2 separate regions of the Sus scrofa genome follow, and region 2 is linked to region 1. The links are chromatin contacts, called in public HiChIP or PLAC-seq maps. All regions are on one chromosome and are shown on one strand. The core of a region is the stretch at or near the end of the contact, and the rest is flanking DNA. Distances in the headings are between cores, read along the strand shown.

What was found. HiChIP or PLAC-seq counts read pairs in DNA pulled down with a chosen protein or histone mark.
Region 2: an H3K27ac HiChIP or PLAC-seq map of skeletal muscle shows a contact between it and region 1, with 3 times the contacts expected there. The contact joins two enhancer-like sites. A contact is called at or near these places in 1 of 47 Hi-C or Micro-C datasets (subcutaneous adipose tissue) and 1 of 2 datasets of contacts at active chromatin or transcription factors (skeletal muscle).

The regions. Positions count from the first base shown.
Region 1 is chr2:144,553,078-144,559,618 of Sscrofa11.1, reverse strand. The region is part of intron 11 of ARHGAP26 (rho GTPase-activating protein 26); the gene reads right to left. Among named protein-coding and RNA genes, the nearest start is that of ARHGAP26, 260 kb to the right of the region's middle. Within about 2 kb of position 3,113, at least 28 of the 83 cell types and tissues checked have an H3K27ac peak or open chromatin away from gene starts, as enhancers often do. A contact at or near this core is called in skeletal muscle and subcutaneous adipose tissue, where this site is marked.
Region 2 is chr2:145,514,746-145,520,908 of Sscrofa11.1, reverse strand. All of the region lies in intron 2 of LOC110259527 (a long non-coding RNA gene), which reads left to right. Among named protein-coding and RNA genes, the nearest start is that of YIPF5, 150 kb to the left of the region's middle. Within about 2 kb of position 2,283, at least 18 of the 83 cell types and tissues checked have an H3K27ac peak or open chromatin away from gene starts, as enhancers often do. A contact at or near this core is called in skeletal muscle and subcutaneous adipose tissue, where this site is marked.

The DNA of each region.
Region 1 (6,541 bases), core at 1,864-4,363:
CAGATTTACTTTATCCGGCTTAACGCGAGGCTACCAAAATCCCTCACACAGCCATTTACTTTCTGGGGTATTTTCACCATGGAATGTGAGCTCTACACCTGACCATGGACAGCAAGCGATGCTAAGAGTCCATGAGGTCACTAAGAGTCCATGGGTCACCAGAGAGGGGTAACTGCAGCTCACGGTGCTGAGCAACACCCTCCCCCGGCCCCTCCAGGCAACAGAGGCACCTCAACACAAAGCCATCTCCTGGAAAATGGCCCAGCACACGTGACCAGACGACTGCGCTCCCAAAGCCAACTGGCCAGTCTCTGGGGGCCCTGGAAGCCTTGCTGGCCATCACGCCAGCAGGCTGGTGAACAGAAATAATTGCCTGCTGCTCAACATGACTAAGACAATGAAGGTGGACAGAAAAACACACTTTCTGTTCCATTCGTTCCAGCATAGCCTGCTGCTTTGTGCCTCTGGCTGTCAAAGATTTGCCTCCCGGATGATGCCTCAGTAACACGGGGGCAGCCAAGGGCTCGGAACGCCTGCTCCCACTCCCTCTGCTCGGCATGCATGTTCCTGTTTCCTTGGGAGCCACCCTACCACCAAGCCCATGCTGCTTGGGCTGGGGAGGCTGAGCCCAATTCCATCTTCAGGTTTGCCTGGGGGATCCCGACTTTGCATCCTAGGGTGCATGTGATTCGCCCCAGGCCAAAGGCAGTCAACGAGACTGGCTTTTAACACTTTCTATCACAACTAGGGGATGAGGCCTTTCCGTCTTGCTAGGACAGTAGGATACAGGCCTAGAGGTTCCGTGGCTGACTCTGCCATCGCAAAGGCAGAGCCTGAAAACAGGCCAAGGTGGAGCCCAGATATGCAGGGAGAGGGGCTTCTGATGGCATGTTGAAGCCTTTAACCTAAATGCGTCTGTGTCACCCCCGCTCTTCCCATGAATGAACCAACAATATCCATCCCTGTAAAGGATTGTGTTCCTATTGCTTGCAGCCAAGAGTTGTGGCAAATACAAAAAAAAAAAAAAGTTCATGAGAGAAAAGCCTAGTTAAGCTTCATAGGGCCCTCTAGAGCGAAGAACAAAGAAAAAGAAGCGGCAAAGCAGAGGCTGGAAGAAAGCGCATTCACGTCACCCCTGAGTGTGCCCTTCCTTCTACCCCACATACCCACCCGGGGCCAAGATCCACCTGCTCTAGCACTGCCGTGGATCTGGAACCTGCCCCTCTCACCCATGTCCCTTCCTACTGCCCAAGGTCAGGGTCTGCCCTCTCATTTGACCTTGACACTGGCCTTCTCCCCGCTCTTGCTGGATCCTGTCTCTGCTCTCACCCATCAGACATTTTGCTCCTGCCCGATGCATGTGTCCCCAAACCCCAGCTCCGGCTGGAGAAGAGAAGCCTTCAGGACACCGCAATGTCGGTCTTCAAAGACTCAAAGGGCTGCCACGTGGACGTGGACGAAGGGGGAGACCTGCTAGTCTGCAGGAGATCAAAGCCAGGGTGGAGTCCCAGGAAGGCAGAGTTGAGCTGGATAAAAAGAACCGCCAGCTAAGAGCTCCCCAGAGGCCGCTAAGGCAGAGACTGTCCTTCCCGCACACAGAACAAAGTCCTGTTTCGTCCAGAAAAGGGCCCAGGGCATCCGGGGGTGACACATTCAGCTTCATTTGAGGCTTCATTGTTGGGAGCCTGTCCTCTCACCTGTACCAGAGCTGGACAGATTCCAAACAAAGGGAAAGGGGCTTGGCTGAGGCAAGGGTGCCAGACGGAGGGTGCTGCGGGCCCTGGGCGCCTGGGGTATGGCCTTTGCCACTGGGCGCCTTCAGTAGGTTCCGGCACATTCCTGTTTGCTTAGGGGAGAGCAGTGCTCAGGGATAGTACTTGGTGGGAGTCCCAGGAGGTTTCAAAAGCGCTTCAGCATGTCTGAAAGCTCTCCAAGATGTCATTTCCTCTCCTTACCCCCCCGTCCCCGAGTTCCCACCTTACTTAATGGCTGCAACCTCCCTCAGACCCCCTCTCTGCTCTGCAGCCTACTTTATAGAATTTAATACTTCAGGATAGAGCTTTTCATTCTCCATGATCTCTAATTTCCACGTCAATCCCCGACGGCCGGTTCCGCGTCTCGCTTCCGCGGGGCTCCACCGGCCTCTTACACCTGCTGGGTACACACTCAGTCTGAGGAGGCGCTCCTGACTGAGGGACAGGGGGCTTCAGACCCAGGATGCCCTGCTTCTGTCCGAGCGTTCCTCCGTGGGTCAGAATCGGGTCATAATGACCCCGACGAGCAGCTCATTCTTACAGCGACACTTCCCACTTGGAGTGTTGCTGGCACTCACTGCCCTGCCGTGAGCCATCTCGAATGAAGCGGAAAGAATATTCGGGAAAAGGTGAAACAGCTCCTCCTGGAGCGTGGACAGGGTCGGTTCCCCAGACACCCAGCAAGCAGGTAGGCTGATTACTTGAACGTGTCCCCAGGCCTGGTGAATTAAGCCCAAGCACGGCGATGGCACAGTTAAAACCACTCTCTGTTGTGGCTACTCCCTGCCCCCACAGGACTTTGATTTGCCTGTTACCTAAACACTGTTGCCATAGTTATAATTCAGGAAGCTTTGTTGTTTGACTTCAAGAAAAAAAAAGTTGACCTCAAATCAGGGTAACACTGACTCTCAAGGCCACAATAGACCATCCGAGGGTGAGACCTGCCAAATTCCTTTAAGCTTCTAGAAGGAACTACTGTATTTTGGGTAACATGCAAGCAACAAGAAGAGGAAACTCTGCCACATTATGCAACTTCCTTGCATTTCATATTCAGAAATTCTGAAAACCCCTAGAAGCAACTTCCCTAGCTTTCAACCCGAGATCAGAGTCACAGCCAAGGTCAACAGAAACGGGACGCCAAAGAGGGGAATTAAAAAAAAAAAAATCTAAGTAATGTTCAAGTCCATCAAGTGTTTCAGGAAAATTTAAAGGCAATGGAAAGGACCACAAGCTCTCCCGATGTCACACGCACAGCAGTGACACAGAGGGCGTGTGCGCCGACGTGCCTGTAAGATGTGCCAGCTCATAATGCGAGGACTCTCCTGGCTGTAACACTTCCCGGCTTCAAGCTGATGTAACGTTCAAAAGGGTGTGAACCCACTAGCCCATCCGCGCAGGGTTTCCTTGGGGGAGCGGAGAGACTCCCTCCCCAGCGCTCAGACAGAAAAACGGCCATCTTCAACAGAGGAGGTCTTTCTGGGCTCCCACCCCTGCCCCCTCCACCCTCTTCCCCCCGCCCCCCCCACCTCCATGTCTTTGGAAAAAGTGACACAGCTCCATCAGCAGAAGAAGGAGCCTTGTTCTTCTGTGCTTTGGAAAACTGCAAATGAGCAATTCTTGGGTCCACTGTACGTGATGCTGAGGTAGAAGCACGTGAGGTCCTGCTGCCAGAGCAGGGCCCTGCCCGAGGGGAAGGGCAGCCAGAGAGTGAGTCACTGCACAAAAACCACCCCCTCAACGTCCAGCGCCTCCGTCCCATCCTCCGGAAGACTTCAGTGGCATTTACGCTGCTCTCATCAAGGCCCACAATGCCCCTTTGGGAGGCAAGAGGCAAGTTTATCCGACACAGGCACAGGTGACTTTTTCCTGTCTCACACGACGACGAGGTCAGAGTATGCATTTCTAGATGGACGTCTCAAAGCGGGACTCCCTGGAATGCTCGCTCTATCCTAAATCTAGGAATGAGCCTGATGCCGACCCATGCACAGGCAGCAAGGGGCCAGGGAAATATTCACTCTTGGATGTCCTCACCCCAAGCTGTTGCAACGGGATCCCCTGCTCTCTGACACAAGGGAACTCTGTATTTCCCGACAGTCTCCAAGGAACAGAAGGGGGTCTGCCAAGCAGGAGGGCAGATGCCAGCACTCTTTCGTTCGACAGAGCTTCGAAGTTCTCAGGTGGAGCCCCTCCTCGTCTCCACGCAGCGTGAAAGCCAGGAGGTTTATCAAGGCCCCACAGGATTTCCTGCACAGTGATGGGGGTCGAGGGTAAGCCTGGGGCCTTGGAAAAGGAACATTTGGTCTTTGGCTCCCCGGGGATCATGCATTCGTCTTCAGGAAGCTATACCCCGCCTCCCTCTCAGGGTCCTCACCGCTCCATCACAGGCAGTGCGTGGTCCACTTCCAACTCCTGGGGAGACGGGCAGACCGACTGGGGACTGGGATCAGGCCAGCCACAACGACAGTGACACCCTCTCCACCCAGCATTCACGTTGAAAAAACTGCCTCTTTCCTTTTTTCCCTCCTTCCCTCCTTCCTTTTTTCTTCTTAAGGCCACACCTGTAGCATAGGCAAGTCCCAGCACCAGGGGTCGAGGTGCAGCCGCAGGCCTACCCCACAGTCACATCTGCACCAGATCTGAGTCGCCTCTGCGACCTATGCCACAGCTGTGGCAACGCCAGATCCTTAACCCACGGAGCGAGGTCAGGAATCAAAGGCACATCCTCATGGACACTCTGTCAGGTTCTTAACCTGCCGAGCCACACTGGGAACTCCTGAAAAATATTCCAACATACAGGAGAAGAGAAAGAACTGACAGGGAGCGCCCTTAAATCCATCACCTCCATGCTGCAGGTGTGAACAGACTGTTCCGTTTGCCTTATAGCTCACATCTCTAGGCATCTGCCTATCACCCGCCAGTGCATCTCAGTTTGTGATAAATTCTCAAGTGAGACGCACAGTGACGTCAGGACCTCTCATCTAGAGATTTCAGTATGTGTATCATTTGCTATGGTTCAGTATTTCTTGATCAGTCTTTTCAAGGTGAGATTACCTACAAGAAAGCACAATTCTTACGTGAGGGGTGACAGGTCCACACAAGCATGTGCCCTGAACCCCCATCGAGGCAGAGACTTTTCCGTCACTTTGGACAGTTCTCTCCCAGCCTCTTTGCATCTCACCCCCAAACGCACACACGCACCCTCCACTGCATACACACTGCTGCATCCTGGTTTGTTCCCATTGGTCTCGCCTGTTCTAGAATATCCTACAAATGGCTTCGTTCTGAGCACACTCCCCATGGCTGCCCTGTCTCACTCAGCATAAAATTTTCAAGAGTCATCAGGTTACAGCCTGAATCCTTTCAGTCCTCTTTTTTTGGGGGTGGGGGGGTTTAGGGCCGCACTCGCAGCATATGGAAGTTCCCAGGCCAGAGATCAAATCAGAGCTACAGCTGCCACCTACACCACACCCAGCTCATGGCAACACCGGATCCTGAACTCACTGAGCAAGGCCAGGGATCGAATCTGCATCCTCATGGATACTAGTCAGATGCGTTTCCGCTGAGCCGCATGGGAACTCCCAACTTTGGTCCTTTTTATGGCTGAGTAATATTATTGCATTATTTGACTCTATCACTGTGTATCGATTCCCCTGGTCACAGACACCCAGGCTGCTCCCCCTTTCACTATCATAAAGAAAGCTGCTCTGAAGGTTTGTGCGTACAACTTTTTGGGGACATGTGTTTTCATCTCTCTTGTGTAAATATCTAGGACTAGAATTGCTGGATTATGGGACAGGCTGTTTTGAAAAATTTGTAATGAAATGAGAAACGGCCATGCTCTTTTCCCAAATGTTCATTTTACTCTCCCACCAAGAAGGTATGAGAGTTCTCAGTGCCCCACGCACTGGGCAACCCCTGCTGCTGTAGGTCTTCATCTGAGCCCCTCTGGGTACCCCGACGTCTCTCCCTACGGTTCTCAGCTGCATTTCCCTGATGACTAATGATGCTGGGCACTTTTTCTTGTGCCTACTGGACAACCTTAGTCTTCCTTCGCCAAGTGTCTCTTTGAGTCTTTTGCCCATTTTTTCCTTGAGTTATTCTTTTTATTACTGAGTTTTATGAGCTCTCCCTACATTCCGGACCTAAGTCCTTCATCAGAAGGATGTTTTGCAAATCTCCTCTCCCCTCTGTGGCAGGCTAATGGACTTTCTCAGCAGTGTCTTGATAAGCACACGGTTTTAATTTTAATGAAATCAACTTTCTCTTTCTTTTTTGGCAGAGCCATTGCTTTCTGTATCCTATTAAGAAACCAATGCTCCTTCCAGGTTGCTACAATCTGGCCCTGTACTTTCTTCTGGAAGCTTTATAGTTTTCGCTTTTATGGTTAAGTTTATGAGCCATCTTGAGTTAATGCCGCTAGTTCCCCTCATTTGTGCACATAATTTATAGGTGCTGCTGAGTCACAGCCCAGATTTGGAGCTCACTGGTTTAGGAACAAGTAGCCCTAACCCGCCTTGCTCCCCTTCTCCCCTGCACCAAACAAGCTGTCACATGGAATCAATCCACACCACCTTCGGAGATTTTCACACTGTTAACAAAATTCCCCCGACCCACTCAGCTCCCAGGACAAGGGGTAAGTGTGCTGAACTTTGTAAAGACCTGTGCGTCTATATGCTCAACACTCATTTTTAGGGGCCATGGCTAACCACATGGTTACCTATAAGCTATAACCTGAATAGGCAGGTGGCCCAGGAGCCAAGGGGTAGACTGGTCTCAACCTGCCACTG
Region 2 (6,163 bases), core at 1,034-3,533, 960 kb before region 1:
TGAATGTGTTCCCCTCACTGGGAGGCATTTTTTCCTGTCCTATGTTATTGAAGTTACTGCTAACTTGTTTTAGTGTTCCTTTGAATCTTTTCATCAAGCCATTAAAAATTCTAGTTTTCAGGAACTCCCTGGTGGTTCTAGTGGTTAAAAACTCGGCATTGTCACTGCTGTGGCTCAGGTTACCTTTGTTTCCTGGGCTTGATCCCTGGCCCAGGAACTTCCACATGCTGCAGGCATGGCCAAGGGAAAAAAAAAAAAAATCCTAGTTTTCAAACGTGTGACATGACAATGAGAAGGTATAGTTACCCTGACCCTTACCTAACATGTTCTCCCTTGACGGACAGTTTCTGTACTTCCTCTTCTTAACTTTAAGACTCTTAAGGGCAGACATACATCCTGCTTTTCTTATGTTTTTCCTCCATTGCGAATTCAGTTTGAACATGGGTGGCAGTCTAACATTTTTGGAACAAGTTAATCTGAACCTTTTCAGGACACAGTCATTTTACTTATGGAATGTGAAGGAGTTTAAAACAGTTCATTGAATCTGGACCCTTTTCAGACATTAAATTCCTGGGATGTTTTGAGATGGCTGGATCCCATTTACAGGGGTTCGAGTTTTCCACTGGGGCTGGAAAAGCTGCAGATGCTTTTTCAGTGTCTGATTCTTATGTACAGAGAAGGTTTGTGTCTGCAACAAAGAAGCATTTCAGAAGTGGTAGATTTGTGTGATGCCAGTGGGGGGTGAGAAGAGTTAGGTAAAGGAATTAAAATAAGATTTCTTTTTTTGAAGAGAAGAAAAATAAAAATGGCTGGAGATCCAAAGAGGAAAAGAGAACTATGTCACTTTATAAAAACTCAAAAATCTCTTTCTATTCTTATCAGTTCAATGGATGATTCTGAAGCTGAGAATCAAGACTATAATCCTATGACTAGAGGGTTATTTTATTTTTTATCTTTACTAGAATATAAATGAGTCAGATCTAATCCCTTTAAATTTAACCTTATGTGATACTTGGGTTTAAGAATTCCCATGATACTGTACATAGCCACACAGCATAAGACATTTATGCATATAAATTGTAAATGTGTATATTCGTAGGGTTATATACATCTCTACTCATAAAAACACATTCATAGAAATACATGCCTATGTATTCACAAGAATATGCTGCAAATGCCTATAGAAAATTGTATTTAAGAACCTAACAAAATGCAGTGTTGAATCTTCTATGATTCTAGCAGCTCTCTCCAAGTCCATGGCAACTTAGAGTCAAATAATTCTGCTACCTGAGGTTTCAGGTCTCGCCAGGATTTAACATGGAGACTTTGCCTTCTTCAAAGATGTACTCCCTCAAGAGTCTCCTGAACAAGCAAGGCTAGCCATTCCTCCCTGTCTACAATCCCCTTCTTGTTAAGTCTGTCTACGCCTCCTTCCTGAGAGTCCTCTTCATTACTAGGAGTGAGGATATGAGGACCTACTTAAGGCCATGGGTCTTGTGCTTAAATTCTGGTTCTGCCATTATTATTTCTGTGACTTTCATTTCATCATTTTAATAGGCCCTCACTTTATAAGTGAGGCTATTCATAGTGACTGCTGTGGAGTTGTAATGAATTAATAAGGACTAGTTCTTAGAACAGCACCTGTCATGCAGTGACATATTAGCTCCTGCTAATATGGCCCCAGTGCCCTCCCCTTTAATCCAGACAATTGGACCAAGAGTAGCTCCCTCCCTGGGAGGAGGGGTGGGGGTTCGGGGTGGTATGGAATTGTCCCTCAGCATAGCAGAGCCAATTAGCAGAGAATTTAGACCTTAGAAAAATCAGAACAGGGACTGATATTTGCTCAGTGCTTGAGCTGTGAGTACTGATCAACAAGCAGAGGAAACTTAGTTTGAAGGGAGCTTAATAGATACAAAGTGTTGAGCAAAACACTTTATGGGCATTAACTCATTTAATCCTTACAATACCCTGAGGTAAATACTGTTATTATGTATGGTTTTACAGAAAAGAAAAATGAGGCAAAGATTTGTTAAGATTCAAACCCAGAAAGTTTAGCTCCAGAGTCCACACTTTAGCCTACTGTGTATACTGATATTGAGTATGTGAGTGAGAGAGGAAGAGGGGGGGGGATAGAGATGGGGGAGGGCAGAGCTTGTGCCTGGCTAAGTGTCTCATAAGGACCAATTCCTGCTCATGGGTTCAGGGAGTTACTATTGCAGCCTTTCAAGAAATGTTCTCCTTCTGCTCTGTCTAATTTGAATGGCTTACTCTTACTTGCTGATTCTTGGCTCGGACTTTTTTCTGCTTAGTGACAAATGGGGTCTAAATTGACCCAGGGGACACCATACTGACTCATGCAGCAACTGCTTCCTGTGGACTTGGAGGTGCCTTTGGACTGTAAACCAGCTCTGTAATACGGAATGCTAGAGAAAGGGCTCAGAGGCCTGGTGTCAGTTTAAAGTTAGTTTCGGGATTCATCCAGCCACAGAAAAGGCATAGGCCCTTGGTGAAAGCTGGATGAAATAGTTCCTTCCACTTTAGAACTAAGGTTTATTGAAAAACAGATGGTGCCAAGAGGCAGTGGCTGCCTCTTGATGTCACCTCAGATAATTTGCATTCTAGCTTTTTTGTCTTCTCAGAAATACTCGCTCAGTGCCTGCTTTCACTGTTCAAGTAAATGGGTAGTTTGAATTGGACAGAAGATATTTTAAATTAAGAATTCAGGCATCTCCATGGAGATCCAAGTCACCAAAATAGGTCAGAGTCAGACTTTGTTTAGAAAAAAAAAAAAAATCACTGGGAAGTTAGGGGAAAAGGAGAGAGGCAACTATAATGTCCCAAAAGAAAGAAAGAAGAAGCAGCCTATTTCTTTTTCATATGGAAATGAGATTCACTGAAAGCTTTAAAGAACTAAAAACTTTATCCACTGACCTGACTGCCTGTGGGTGGTGACACATGTTATTTGAAGAAGTCCTGGAGGGAAGAGGAGAAAACTACATTTGACCCATCAGATGTAGGTAGCCATCGAAGGGAAGACACTGGCACACACGTGTCTGAGCCCACACAGTTTGCTGTGGTTGCCCTAATATTTTCCTTCATTTCTTTAGTTTTAACTAAGCTTTGCTCAAGTCCTGGATGCACTGAAAAGGGCTGAATTCCAGGCCTGCTGGCAAAGAGCTGTGCTTCATTCCTCATGTATGAACTCAGATTCGAAATGCATCTCTCCCAGTGGAATGAAACAGGCAATGAAACAGTGGAAATTTGTACAGCTCGGTTCATGGACAGATTAAGGAAAAGGGACTCAGGGAATTTGGAATAACAAGATAGATTTTTTTTTCCCTCTAGGCAACATAAAAAAGATGAAATCTGTGACCATAATAAATGTCAAGCTAATTAACTACTACAAAGCACCATTCTCACTGTGGGTCTAATCCCTTTTATGAACAAAAATAATTAGGGGGATTGTAAAGACATCAACACGTTAGAATCCGGGGATTTTTAAGCTGCGGGTGATTGTTACCTGCTGCCATGTGAGAAAATATTTTCCTACCTCCCAGACTTTGTGTTCCACCCTCATTCTCTGAGTTTTCAAGCTCCCAGCTCACTCTGCCCATTTTTCTCTTCACTGCAGTGTGTTACCTTTCACACACTGGGTTAGTGTTGTGTTTGGGATAGGAGTCAAGAGAGAGAAGTCAGGATTGAGGAGAAGCTGGGCAGGGGCAGGCGTGTTGGAAGATGTGTGGGGGAGAAAATGGCCTACAGATGGAAAAGAAGCAGCTAAGGGACTGCCTTCAAAGGCATGTGACCTGTGCAGTCACCAGGGCCCTGGGCTTAGAAGGGATCCACGCTTGGCTTAATGCTCTGCTGTCCCCATCTTGAAAGTCTTCATAATTTTGAACAAGGATCCTCATATTTTCATTTTGCCTTGGGACATGCAAATTATATAGTTGGTTCTGAGGGCTGGTGGGAAAAGAATTCCCACTGAGTTATCTAGAAGGGTGGCAGGGAGTTGGCAGGCAGAAAGGTTTCCTAGAAGCTTATGGAGAACAGGCTTGACACGGGAGGGTCAGGTCATCAACTTGCCAGGACGGAACGCCTCCAGGCAGGAAGGTGAAGGCAAGAAGCAAGAACACCAGGCAAGTTCATGTGGTCTGACGGATGCAGGCTGGAAGCTACTGCTGTTCTCTTTCTCCTCCATCCAGCATACCAATGCTTCAATTCCATCCATAAAATCAAATTTATTTGGCTTAAGATTTTGCCAACTTTTAGAAAAAAATTACGTGATACAATCAGTCATAGCAGTCATTTACATTTATTCCTTAGACAAGAGATATTTGTTGTGTGTCTCCTATAGCAGGTCATTCTTCTAGGTATTACAGATAGAGTGGTGAGTAAGGTCTACAGAAGCCTTGCACTCAAGGAGATTGCATTCTAGTGAGGAGATAGAAAACAAAACATATGGATAAATACACAAAAATGATAATAGGTGGTACTGATAAATGCTACATGAAAGACAGAGTGGTAGGTAAACCCCGGGCTTTAGAGGGATCTGGGGTAGCCTCTTTGAGGAGGTAGCTTGTGATTAATGGCTGAGTAAATAGAAGTCCACTCTGCAAGGATTTGGAGAAAGCATGTTGCATATGGAAGAAAGCACACATGCAAAGGCTTTCAGAAGAGAACAGTTTAGTGTGTTTGAGTGACAGAGAGAAGGCCAGTTTGGCTGAAAGCTAGTAGATGATGGAGAAAATGAAGAAACCTGAGATCAAAAAGTCAGTAGAGATCAGATCACCTTGTATTCCATAGGAAGCATTTAGATTTTATGCAAAAATAATGGAAACCGCTGGGGATTTTACAGTAGAGGAGTGGCTTGATCCAGTTTATATTTTAGAAAGTCTACTCTGTAGAGGAAGGACAGTAGGGGGTATACTGGCAAGAAGTGGCAGGAAGATGACACAGAGCCATGTGACTGACCCAGGGTAGAGACAAGTACCTGCAATGGAAGTGGTATCAAGGAACCAGTAAAAGAGGTAGGATTCAGGATGGATTCTGGAGATAGGACTCCCTGATGAACTGAACGTAGAATGTTAGGAAAAAAGTGGAAAGCTAGGCAACTCCTACATCATTGGCAGGCATAACTGGTTAGATTGTGGCCCTGCTTCTAAATGCAGAAAGACTGTAAAGAAGAGAGCTTTGCTGGATTGAAGGTGGAAGGAGGAACAAGGATTCTAAGTTGGTCCCTTTATCTTTGAGAAACTATAGGGCATCTATGTGGAGATGTGAGATAAGCCATTAAATATGCGATTTTGGTGGTAAAAGAGATCTGGCCCAGAGATGTGGGAAAATTATCGATGTAGAAGTGGTTTTTGAAGCCATAGGATGGAATGAGAGTTGTATTAGGGAGAGAATGTGAGTAAAGATGATGAGAGAGCCAAGAATAGGATCATGGGAACTCCAAGTTCTCATTTGATAGTAAGGAATAAAAACAGGAGAGAAGTTGTCGCAGAATTAAAGATTAAATTTTTTTTGTCTTTTTTTGCTTTTTCTAGGGCCGCTCCCGCAGCATATGGAGGTTCCCAGGCTAGGGGTCGAATCGGAGCTATAGCCACCAGCCTACACCAGAGCCACAGCAACGCCAGATCCAAGCCGCATCTGCAACCTACACCACAGCTCACGGCAACGCCGGATCCTTAATCCACTGAGCAAGGCCAGGGACCGAACCCGCAACCTCATGGTTCCTAGTCAGATTCGTTAACCACTATGCCATGACAGGAACTCCAAGATTCAAATTTTTTAAGAAGAGATTAATTGTGTCACAGAATTAGAGATTCAAATATTTTTAAAAGAGAAGACTAATCGGTTGTGTAGACATCCTAAGAGAATTCAAGATAGACCAAGATGAAAATAATCAGTGACCTTGAAAAGGACCATTTATGTACAGTGGAGTTACAAGTGGGGAAAAATGCCCCGTCAGAGTGGAAAGCAAAGAGGCAGATGTGCAGACGGGTGTGGAGACAGCAAGTATGGACAGCTCCTTTGTGACCTGAGAGAGAAAACAGACGGTATGGGAGGGGTTTGGAGAGGAGGAGAGAGAACAGAAATAGAGCAGAAGGTGGGACACAGGGCCAAGGGAGGGCTCTATTGTAAAATCTTTTAAACATATTAT